Linked DNA regions of Sus scrofa: regions 1 and 3 are each linked to region 2. Evidence: chromatin contacts called from public HiChIP or PLAC-seq data. All regions are on one chromosome and are shown on one strand. The core of a region is the stretch at or near the end of the contact, and the rest is flanking DNA. Distances in the headings are between cores, read along the strand shown. Region 1 holds the start of FASTK (Fas activated serine/threonine kinase). Region 2 holds the start of ABCF2 (ATP-binding cassette sub-family F member 2). Region 3 holds the start of RHEB (Ras homolog enriched in brain).

Evidence for each region. HiChIP or PLAC-seq counts read pairs in DNA pulled down with a chosen protein or histone mark.
Region 1: a contact with region 2 is called in an H3K27ac HiChIP or PLAC-seq map of alveolar macrophages. The contact joins the promoter of FASTK here to the promoter of ABCF2 in region 2. A contact is called at or near these places in 2 of 5 promoter capture datasets (fetal liver and liver), 1 of 47 Hi-C or Micro-C datasets (heart right ventricle) and 1 of 2 datasets of contacts at active chromatin or transcription factors (alveolar macrophages).
Region 3: an H3K27ac HiChIP or PLAC-seq map of alveolar macrophages shows a contact between it and region 2. The contact joins the promoter of RHEB here to the promoter of ABCF2 in region 2. A contact is called at or near these places in 1 of 5 promoter capture datasets (liver) and 1 of 2 datasets of contacts at active chromatin or transcription factors (alveolar macrophages).

What each region holds. Positions count from the first base shown.
Region 1 is chr18:6,143,086-6,146,518 of Sscrofa11.1, reverse strand. It overlaps FASTK (Fas activated serine/threonine kinase), which reads right to left and starts at 1,252. Exons shown (of 10, transcript NM_001143707.2): 1 at 1,129-1,252; 2 at 1-360. The coding sequence starts at 1,210. It overlaps AGAP3 (arf-GAP with GTPase, ANK repeat and PH domain-containing protein 3), which reads left to right and starts at 1,404. Exons shown (of 18, transcript XM_021078868.1): 1 at 1,404-1,496. TMUB1 (transmembrane and ubiquitin like domain containing 1) reads right to left here. Exons shown (of 3, transcript NM_001244336.1): 2 at 2,681-3,099; 3 at 1,624-2,423. The coding sequence starts at 3,069. The coding sequence ends at 2,072.
Region 2 is chr18:5,993,722-5,997,304 of Sscrofa11.1, reverse strand. It overlaps ABCF2 (ATP-binding cassette sub-family F member 2), which reads right to left and starts at 2,287. Exons shown (of 16, transcript XM_021079257.1): 1 at 1,803-2,287.
Region 3 is chr18:5,777,494-5,780,918 of Sscrofa11.1, reverse strand. RHEB (Ras homolog enriched in brain) reads right to left here and starts at 1,480. Exons shown (of 8, transcript NM_001287846.1): 1 at 1,429-1,480. The coding sequence starts at 1,480. LOC102162623 (a long non-coding RNA gene) reads left to right here and starts at 1,799. Exons shown (of 3, transcript XR_002340246.1): 1 at 1,799-2,856.

The sequences.
Region 1 (3,433 bases), core at 3-2,502, 150 kb before region 2:
GGATGATGAGCTGACTCAAGTCCTGTAGTGTGGCCTGCTCCACGGGAGGGGGCCGTGGCTGGGACCCCAAGAGCTGACCCAGGCGACGAAGTGCCACAAGGTAGTGGTGGGCGTGGACCTTGGTGGGGTTCTGGCCCAGCCAGCGCAGCAGCTCCCCAGGGCTCCTTGCCTGTTCCAGAAGCCGCTGCAGCCCCTGCACAGGGCCTACATGGGAGCCTCCTCCAGGAGGCCGGTCCCCCCACTTGCTGGGCCCCAGACAGTAGGGCTGTACTGGCGGGAGCAGCAGCAGGCCAGAGAGCCGAGCGCTGGAGGCCTGGGCAGAGAGCAGGACTCGAAGCATGGAGTTGGGTGATGGAGACCCTGAGGGGTGGCCCAGAAAAGGGGGTGAGGTATTCTCCAAAGGGGAGAAAGGCCAGCTCTCTGCTCCTCACCTCACACTCCCCATCCAGAGGGGCCTGGGGTCGGAGCAACCCAGACTCAGGTTCGCCCTTCTTTGTGGCTACGCTGGTCCTCCACCCCACCCGCACCTCTCTGCCTCCTTCTACCCTTTGAGACAGCAAGCGAATCCTTCAGTGTTCTCGGCGTAGGGATATTCACAAAGCAACGCCACATACATGCTCTCCTCTGATCCTCCTGTGAGAAGGCAGGCAGGGCCAGCATCATCTCGCTTTCACAGGTGGAGAAACCAAGGCCCAGAAAGGCGAAGGGGTTAAGTTAAGCCCGAGGTCACGCATCTGGTTAGTGGTCGCGCTCAGCCTGGAGCCCAGCTCGCCCCAACGATACGCCCTCCCGACCACCTCCCCCTCCCGTAGGAGGCGGCGGCGGCGGCACGGAGGGTGGAACGCGGGATCCGCAGCCAGACGGTCCTGGGTTCCATGCTGGGCGCTCCCACTTACCAGCTGCGTGACCTTGGACAAGTGGCTTCGTCTCTCTGCCCAAGCCTCCTCGCCCGTGAAACGAGAACGCAGCGCCCACCTCGGAGGGCGCAGCTTTGCTATGGCGCGGAGTCGGTGGTGTCAGGGGGCCCCACACCCACCCGGCCAGGGGATGCCAGGAGACCGTAGTCACGGCCACCAACGCCAACTCCCGCCGCCCTCCCGCAGCCCGCCCCTCAGGCGCCACCCCTACATGACTCCCCGGGCCCCGCGCAGATCGCTCCCTCAGTCGGTCTCGGGGCCCGAGAGCCGGGCTCCCCCCGCGGCCTCCTCATCGGCGGGCCACCGAGTCCGCCATCTTCCCAGCAGCCCCCGGATCGCCGCCCAGACGCCAATCGCGGCACGGTCCTCCGCCAGCGGAGACGTGGCTCCCGTCAGGCCCCGCGCGCCAGGGTGCCGCGCGCCCCGCCCCCTGCTTCTGGGAAGCTGCGCGCGCGGCTCCGGGGCGGGGGCGGGACTAGGAGCGGGGCGGAGCCCAAGGGCGAGGAGCCGAGGATGCAGCGAAAAGCAGAGGGGAAGTCGGCAGCCAGCCTGGGCAGGTTGGGCAGGGCGAAGTGCCTGGTAAGTGGGAGCGCCCAGCACGGAACCTAGGACCGTCCGGCTGCGGATCCCGCGTTCTACCGTCTTTCTCCCAGTGGGCAGGAGCTCCCTGCCCCACGGGCCCACACAGGCAGGCACACACCAAGAGTGAAAACTTCACAGTTATTTAATCTGCACATGTTCCAGAGAACCCCCTCCTTCCCACCCACGCTCCCGTCCTTGGGTCCCTAAATCAGCTCAAGATGCTCTCAGGGACTAGAGGTGGCTGGGTTTTCAGGCAGAACACTAAGAAGGGCCTAGGGGCGTGGCCGGGCTCTGCCCAGGGCCGAGGCAGCGACAGCAGCTGTCTGACCCGGAGGAGCTGACTGTCCGTGGGGGCTGAGGGCCAGCAGCCCCAGAAGGTGGCCCAGAGCCATGAAGGTCACAGGGAGGGGCCTCCGCCGGCCCCCGGAGCGCTCTGCGGCGCAGGGCTGGGCTCCAGGGTAGTGGGAAGAGGCAAGTGGGAGAGGCCGGCCGGGGCAGACAGCAGCTCCCACCGTGTCGTGGGGAGCAAGGTCCGGAGGGGCCAGCGACACTGCCAAGAGCCCGTGGAGGCACTACGGGCGGTACATGGCAAAGGCCAGGAGACTGAGGAGTAGGGTGAAGCCGGCCAGACCCAGGGTGGCTGTCAGGGGAAAGAAGGGCCGGTACTGGATCTGGCAGTACCAGAGCAGCAGCAGCAGCAGCAGGAGCAGGGGCAGCAGGAGGCTGCCTACCTCCAGCCCGGAGGGGCCTGGCTCTGACCCCGGTGGGCAGGGTGGGTGTGGGGGACCCACCCGGGTGGACACGTGGCAGTGGAGAACGCAGTTGGGAGGGAGGTGAAGGCTGCCCAGGGTCTGGGTGTCGTCTCCTAGCAGCTGCCCTTGGTAGATGAGTCGCACGTGCTGCTCCCGTCCGGGAAACTGGGTCCTGAGGAGAGAGGGACCTGGGTAATAGAGCAGGTCTCAGGCAATCCTGGCCCCTCGCCCAGAACAACTCTCTCACTTCTCTCCTCCACCTACCACCCAGGGCTCCCTCCGCAGGGGCCTCTCCTGCTTCAGAGGAACAATACCGTGTGAGTGGCTTGGGGACCTCAGTTCCCATCAGCATCTCTGGTGGCCCTTCCACGCTGTGACCATTCCCACCCGACTCATTACCACTTCAACCCCGTCCTCTTCCCAGCTTACCTTTTCAGGGAGCCAATGGTGTCGTGGGGCCAGGCCCTGGCCACCTGCTCTGAATCGTTGAGGAATTTCAGCCGTAGCACGAGGGGCTCTTGGGGGGAGTCCTGGGGTGGCGGTGTGGCCGGGAGCCCCATGCCAGACTCTGGCTGTGCAGCCTGACCTCTGTGTCTCAGGCTCGGGGTCTCAGCTCCTGGGGCCTCCCCTCTGATGCTGTCAGTGACCGCCATGGCTTCGCTGGGCTGTGTTGATGGTGGGGTCCCTGATGGCTGGGACAGTGGATCCACGCCCTCGGCAGTGTGTGTTGAGACCCAGGCGAGAGCCAGCACCAGAAGGCAGGCAAGCACCGCGAAAAGGATGGTCACCTCATCACCCACCCCTTCAATCAGGGCCATGGCACCTGCCTTGCCCGCTGGGCTACCGAGCTGGAGAGGCACAAAGAACCCATGAGGGGCTGGCTCAGCCTCCAAGAGCCCTCTGAACTTCAGGGGCGTCCGACCCCACCCCACTACAACTCTCCCACAGTCCCAATTCCTTTGCCCACTTAGCCACACCCCACCCTGGGACACAGACTGCTCTCCCTCTTGCTTGCCCCAGACTTGGGTCACATGCCCCTTCCCATCACCAAACCCCAAGTCCTAATTTTTTGTAACCTAAGTTCTAGGTCTTTAACCAGCTCTCCAATTCACCCACATCCTACTCAGAGGTCAGGCCTTGACCTTCTAAGCAACCTCTCCCCTAAATTCAACCCCCATCAAA
Region 2 (3,583 bases), core at 1,038-3,537:
GAACTAAATTCAATATCTTGTATACTGTAACAGAAAAGAATCTGAAAAAGGATATATTTCTATCTATATGTATATATAACTGGATCACTTTGATGCACATCTGAAACAAACGCAACATTGTAAATCAACTATACTTCAATAAAACAAATATTTTAAAATGTGGCTGCCAGAATATATTTTTTTGTCTTTTTTTTTTTTTTTTCCAGGGCCGCACCTGCAGCATATGGAGGTTCCACAGGCTGGGGGTTGAATTGGAGCTGCAGCCGTTGGCCTACGCCAGAGCCACAGCCATACCAGATCCGAGCTGCATCTGCGAACCTATACCACAGCTCACAGCAACGCCAGATCCTTAACCCACTGAGTGAGGCCAGGGATCAAACCTGTACGCTCATCGTTACTAGTCAGATTTGTTTCCGCTGAACCACCGTGGGAACTCCCACGTCCAGAATATTTAAAATTTACATATATGGCTCACATTATATTTCTATTGGACAATGCCGTTCTAGAACCTTTATCTTTCAACGTCTGTATGAGTGCTTCTCCTCTGCTTCCCTGAGTCTTCTAACAAGTCCCTTGTTTACCACCTATCATGTGTCAACTGCCAAGGGGAGATCAAACTGCAGTCTCATTGAGGATAAGACCAAAACACAGTAAAGGGTGACAGCGCTAATGCATTCTGTCTCCTGTGCCTCCTAGAATGGGTACTTGACTCTCCCAGCCCCGATGTTCCCTTTCAATAACAAACTTTTAAAATAAGGTCCCCTTTCCTGTTTTGAAATAAAGGTCATAGATGACATAACTTCATATAAAAATTTCCAAAAATTACAATGTAACAATAACAGAAAGGAGAAAGAAAAGCAAATCCTTTACGATAAAAAATGATGTTGTTTCAGAATGCCAGAAAATAACCATTAGTCAGATGCTTGTACCTAATGTAGGACCACCTTGAACCTGACAGTACAAATGCAGACAGGACAGCATAAATGACAGGGCTGTTCATGATACAGTTCTCCAAAATGGTAACAAAAGTACATTCCTGGTCCAAACCAAAGTATAATCTTCCTTCAATTTACACGATAACTACATTCTTTCACAACTCAGCACATACCAGAACTCTGCAAAATTACTTCAAAATGACATATAAAACACAGGCTCGGAATTCCCATTGTGGCTCAGCGGTTTTCCATGAGGACTTGGGTTTGATCCCTGGCCTCACTTAGCCGGTTCAGGATGCCGCGTTGCCGTGAGCTGTGGGGTAGGTTGCAGATGCTGCTCGGATCTGGCGTTGCTGGGCTGTGGAGTAGGCTGGCAGCTGTAGCCCTGACCCCCAGCTTGGGAACTTCCATATGCCGCAGGAGCGGCCCTCCAAAGACAAAACAAAACAAAACAAAACAGAACAAAAAACACAGGCTCAAGGATCAGATGGTGACTGCCCCCCCACCCTGGCCACTAACATGAATGTTCAGGAGGACATCTGAAAGCTGTGTGGGACAGACAGTCCTTTCTAGTGCCATACTACCTTGCAATGTACAAGATACCCAGCGTTATTGGCTCCTCTTGTCAACCATCTGACAACAAAATTGCCCCATAGGACTGTGCCATCCTGGGTGGGAACCTACCAGAATTGTTTGAAGGCCTCCCCTACCTTCCAGCTTCCCCTGAGCTGTTTCCTCTCCACTCTCCAGACCTTGGGCGCCTTAGCTTTTCCATTCTTGGGGCCAACCTCTTTCCTCTTGCAGGGCCTGCTGGGCTCTGCTCTTTGCCTGGAAAACTCCTTTTCACTTTTTGTCTGGGAAACTTACCAAATCTTTGGATCTCGGCAGTCCCAAATTCTCAATCTAATTCTTCCTTCATATTTTCCCACTGACTGTACTTTTCTGCAATGACAGTTTGTGGCTTCCACCCACCTACCTACCTACATACATTTTTTTTGTCAATGTGTGTTTCGCGCCCGTCTCCCTCAGCACTCAGGTCTCTGAGGGCAGGAACCACGGCCCTCTCGACTACCACTTGTCTACTGCACTCATGACGATGAGCTGGGATTTAGCAGGCAAATCACAAACATTTCTGAAATAACTGGGCGGGTGATGGGGTTCGAAAGCCCTTTGGCAGAAGGCGTCAAGAAGGCAGAGGAAGCGCGCTCATCGAGGAGGAGAGTGGTTTTTTCTAGAAGACAGTGGAGGTTGAAGATTTGGGTCACCTTTGGGTCCGGGCTGGGTTCACTCGGACTAGCATCTGCGGGCGGCACTTCCGCTCCTGGGGCGCGGGCGGCCGGCGGGACCACCACGTCAGCCCGGGCGGGGCCGCGCGCCGAGGGGGCGGGGCGACCATAGAGAGGGCGGCGGCGGAGCGAGCGCCGGATGCGGTTACCATAGAGACCGGGCCTGACAGCAGCGGAAGAGGAAGGAGCGGGCCGGGCTGTGAGGTGGCAGCGGCTGCAGCGGCGGAGCCGGCGCCTCGGCCGGGCACTGGGGTCTGTTTCCCCTTCCCTTCCCCCCTGCGAGAGGCGTCCGGGGCGCGGCTCCGGAGGGAAAGAGCAGGTCCCAGCCCCACGCCCTCGGCCCCGCTCCCCGCGACGCGGCTGGCCGCGGCCGCCACACCCGGGTGCCCGTCATCCTTCCCCGCGGCCCCTGGCCCGGCTGCCGGGGCCTCCCCGCCGTGGGCCTCGGGCTGTCCCTCGTTGTCCTTCGCCCACTGGCGCGGGCGGGGCTTTTGCCCCCGCTGACCGGCCTGAGAACGAGGGTTTCCCCCTCCTCTCCCCGCCGCGATCTCCATGCCCGCTGCCCGAACAAACTGAGTCCCCCTGCCCCTCCGCGGCAGCTCGGTGACGCAGCCCGATTTCTCTCTGTTGTGAGCCTCACGGCTGAAACTCGCTTTGGGCCTTCTCTCTAGGACTAGAATTGGTCTTTGAGTGCTGAGAGGTAGACGGGGCGCCGGGCTTGAGCACAGCCCCACCGGAAGCCGGCCGAGCCTCCGTTTGCCTTCGCAGGATCCCTGCGTCGTCGCGAGCCGCTTCTCGTCTCTGGGTTTAGCTTGGTTTGAGTGCCTGGGGCCCTGGAAAAACCAGACGCGGAATCTTTCTTTCACAGCCGGAGTTACTGTCGTTTGCCTCCCATCGCCGCTCAGAGGATGGTAGGCAGCAGCAGCCGCTTGGCAGCTGGGAGTCAGACAGGGGCGCCCTGAAAAACGCCTCTATCAGCGGTTGTGCTCCTCGGAGAGGCTCTCAGTGCTGAGTCACCGTGTCCATCCACCTCGGTTAGGTGGGCAGAACTTGCCTGCGCCATGCCAGTGGCTCCCGACCGCTCCTGACGGGGAGGGGCGCTCCTAGCCAGCTGTTGCCTTGACTCTCAGGAGTAGAGTAGAAAGAGGCCCTGACCCCATCTCTGTGCCAGTCTTCAGCAGCCAGCCAGCAGCCCCTTCAGGAAATTGAGTGAGAAACGTGCCCCCAGCCAGGCGCTCTTGGGGAAAAGCCTGTGGCGTTAGGTTCCTCCAGAGTTGGGGGCTCTTGTTTTGATGGAGCCGGTGCTTTTCCCCCCAGCCTTCTCTTTATCAGTTGCTGCTGTCTTCTGACTGAGATCCAGTC
Region 3 (3,425 bases), core at 231-2,730, 220 kb after region 2:
GGCTAGGTGATTTAAGCTGCCAACAGAGGTTGGATGCCAGGTTCCACATGGGCACTTGGGGCTGTGTAGACTTTGAAAGCCTCAATTTGATACACGGTACTTCCCAGCTGCAGCTGTTACGGCTGCCACCTACTCTTCTCCACACATCTGGCACTGCACCGTACCAGAGTTACCCCTATGACTCTGGGCGCCCCTTCTCACTACACAAGCACCTCTCAGCCCCTGATTCCCCCCACCCCCACCCCTTTGACCGGAGAGGGATGATAAAAGGATGAGTAAGCACGCTGTAGCTGATGTTGGTCAAAGAGCATAGACCCTGGCACCGGCCGTGGAAAATGGGGGTGAAGAAGCAGAACAGAAAGCGAGGTCGGGGAGTTGGCGGTGAAAAGCGTTCCTAGGGCAGTTACCGTTACCTCCTTCTGCAATCACCACAGACTCCAAACACCCGCTTTCACCCGGCAGCCGCCCCCCCACCCCGCGGTCAAGTGCACATTTCCCTTAAACAGTTCTTAAAAACAACACGAAAAGATAATCGTAATTTCTCCAGGCTTCCGGTTGTCAAAGACAATAAAGCCTCACCCTAAAGCATGGTTAGGTCAACGGCTGTTTTCTCGTTTTCTGGCACCCGGTCTACCCCCATCCCACCCCAGACCACCTCCGTTAGGCTAAAAAGCTACTGTCAGGAACAGTTACAGATATATGTCAATCTTGTTCAGTGGCGGCGGCGGCGGGGTGGGGGGGTAACTTTTGAATCACTTCACCAGCCTGGTTACAAGTACCTGACCTTATTTTTTCCCGTAGAAAAATAGGACACCGAGAAAGCAGAAATTTCTCTTTCCCTGCTTTTCTACTTCGGCCGCTGGCAGCATCCAGGAGGCTTCCGAAGAGGGCTCTTGGGTTTCTTTCGTAGGAAACTTGCCCTCTGTAGCCAAACGTCCTCTAGGTCCCCAGTTTCCTTTAAAACGTTGAACTTCACGCATAGGAAAAAAACCCCAAGGCACAGTTTCCTTTGTTAAAACCCCACGGACTTGAATTTGGGGGGTGCAAAGGCCAGCAACGATCACGACAGCTCGCCGCGGCGAGGTGAAGAGGGACAGGTGCGACTTCTGCCTTTGGGGGGCCTCGCGGCAGTTTGGCAGAGCGGTAGACCCCGCACCGCGTGCCCGGCGCGGGACCGCCGGAACTCCCCGTCCGCCCGAGGCCTCCCAGACACGTCCTCCCCGCTCCCGGGCCGCCCGCCGCCCCACGGGCCCGGCCTCGCCGCCGCCTCCGCTCAAAATGGAGGTGGCGGCGGCGGACCGCTGGTTACGAAACGCGCGGCCGCCACATGGCCGCGCCGGCCCCAAACTTGGCCCGGCCCGCCGCGTCCCGGCCCCCAGGCGAGGCCGGGCCCTGGCTCGAGGAGGCCGCGCGGCGCCCGCCACTCACCCACAGACCGGTAGCCCAGGATCGCGATCTTCCGGGACTTGGACTGCGGCATCTTGGCGGCCTCACAAGCCCCGGGCCAACCACATCAACCGCGGCGGCGGCGGCGGCTCCTGTGCTGCGATCGGCGGCTGCCGCGCCGGGGCAGAGCGGCATCCAGGGGCGGGGCGGGCGGGCGCGGCTGCCTTGGCTCCTGGCTCGCGCGCTCAACCGCCCGGAACCGCCGCGCGGCCCCGCCCCCAAACACGCCCACGTGACCGCGCGCGGCCGCCGGGGCCGCCCCCCTGCAGCGGCTCGCGTCAGCGTCGCCCTTCCGCCGCTGCGGCCGCCCCCGTCCCCGAGACGCACAGGGGTGCGCCGGGCAGGCGTTTTACTTTAAAGGGAAAAACAGGAGACGCCGAAATGCCCCTAGAAAAGTCACGACTGAAACTCGCTGCGTCATGACCCTCCCACCGGCTTCCGCCGCTTTTTAATTACGCCAGTTTTCCCCGAGCGCTGATTGGACAGTTCCCACCCGCCCGCGCGATGACGCGGCGGAAACTCCTTCTCCCATTGGGGGCGGTGAAGAGGCGGAGCCAGAGGCGGGGCTGCTTGCCCGGGAGCTAAAAATAAATTCCGACGCTCAGCCCGCGTTTGGGCGTTAGTGAGCTTTGCAGGCTTCGAACGTCTGGAGGCGGGTGGGAGGGGCGGAGGGACGCCAGCTTCCTAGTGATTGGTTAGATCGGGGGAAGGGGCGGGGAAAGATTGAGAGGTGAGGTGATTGGTAGAACGCTGAGCGGTTGATGGACTCGCGCTCGCAGAGCCCTTAAAAGGCGCGAGGCGCAGGTCGCTTGGCGGTTGCTCGCTGCGGTTGTTACCTTGCGTGAAGTTTTTTTCTTTTTAGCCCTTTGCTATATTGGTGTCAGTCTAAGTTTGAGGGTGTAGGTTGTGACTTAGTATCATCTATGGATGAAGGCCTGTGGGAAGACTGGAACGCAGTAATTCAAAATACGCATTTTTAAAAAAAAGTGTGCGCCACCTCAGTTGTCTCAACCCTGGGATAAGCAGATCCGACACACCTGACGGGGAAAAATAGCGCAAGTCAACACATCTTTAACTCTCCACACCTTCGTGGCTAATTCAGTAGTCGAGCTCAAACACCTGCCCTTAGCTGGGAACTCTCTAGAAACGTCCTTCCAGAGGGGATTTAAGACGGCTGAGTTCACAGGCTGGTCTCTCTGGTAAAGGGAGACTGGTGTATTTTCCACAAATGGTTTACTGGCAACCCCTTTCTTCAGTTGTGTTGGCGAAGGGCCCTTGACGTGGCACCAATGTTGGGGTGCAGGAAGGGACGGCAGCCTGGGAGGCGTGGGTCATGCAGAAAGAAGGTGAGCCAGACCTGAGAAACGAGGATGCCGTGGGCGCTTTCCAGACGCGGAGACCAGTGTCATGGTAGGTGTCCTTGCCCTTGGTGGTTGTGGAAGGAGCAGAGACCCTCCACTCCTACCAGTGTCCCTTGCTGTCCTCGGGCTGTTGACAGTGTTGAGCTGCGTGGCTGAGTAGGATCACGGCTCTCTGGTCACGGCCTTTCCCAGCAAGCACGGAATCGGGGCCCTCCCCCCGCCTGCGGAGCTCCGAGCGGCAGGACCAGATTCCTTGGTAGGAAGATTTAGAGGTGACAGCCCCATAAATACACCTTGTTGCCTCGTCGAGTTAGGACACTAACCGACATTAAGGCAGAATCCTTCCACCATCCACTTGCGGCACTCATGGGGGAGGAGGAGCGCACGTTCACGTCTGCAGATTGAAGCCCCAGGCCACCCGCGGGGAGTGAGACATCTCTTTGAAGTTGTATTTTATTCTAATGGGTTTTTGCATTCCACTCTATAATTAGTTGAAATATTTAAAAAAGACTCAAGTCTTAAAATGGAATTTTATCCTGTGGATTTGAATACCCCTCCTGCAGTATTTTGAACTGATGGTCCTAGATTCCCTGGTGGGTTGTGAAATTAGCTTAATGG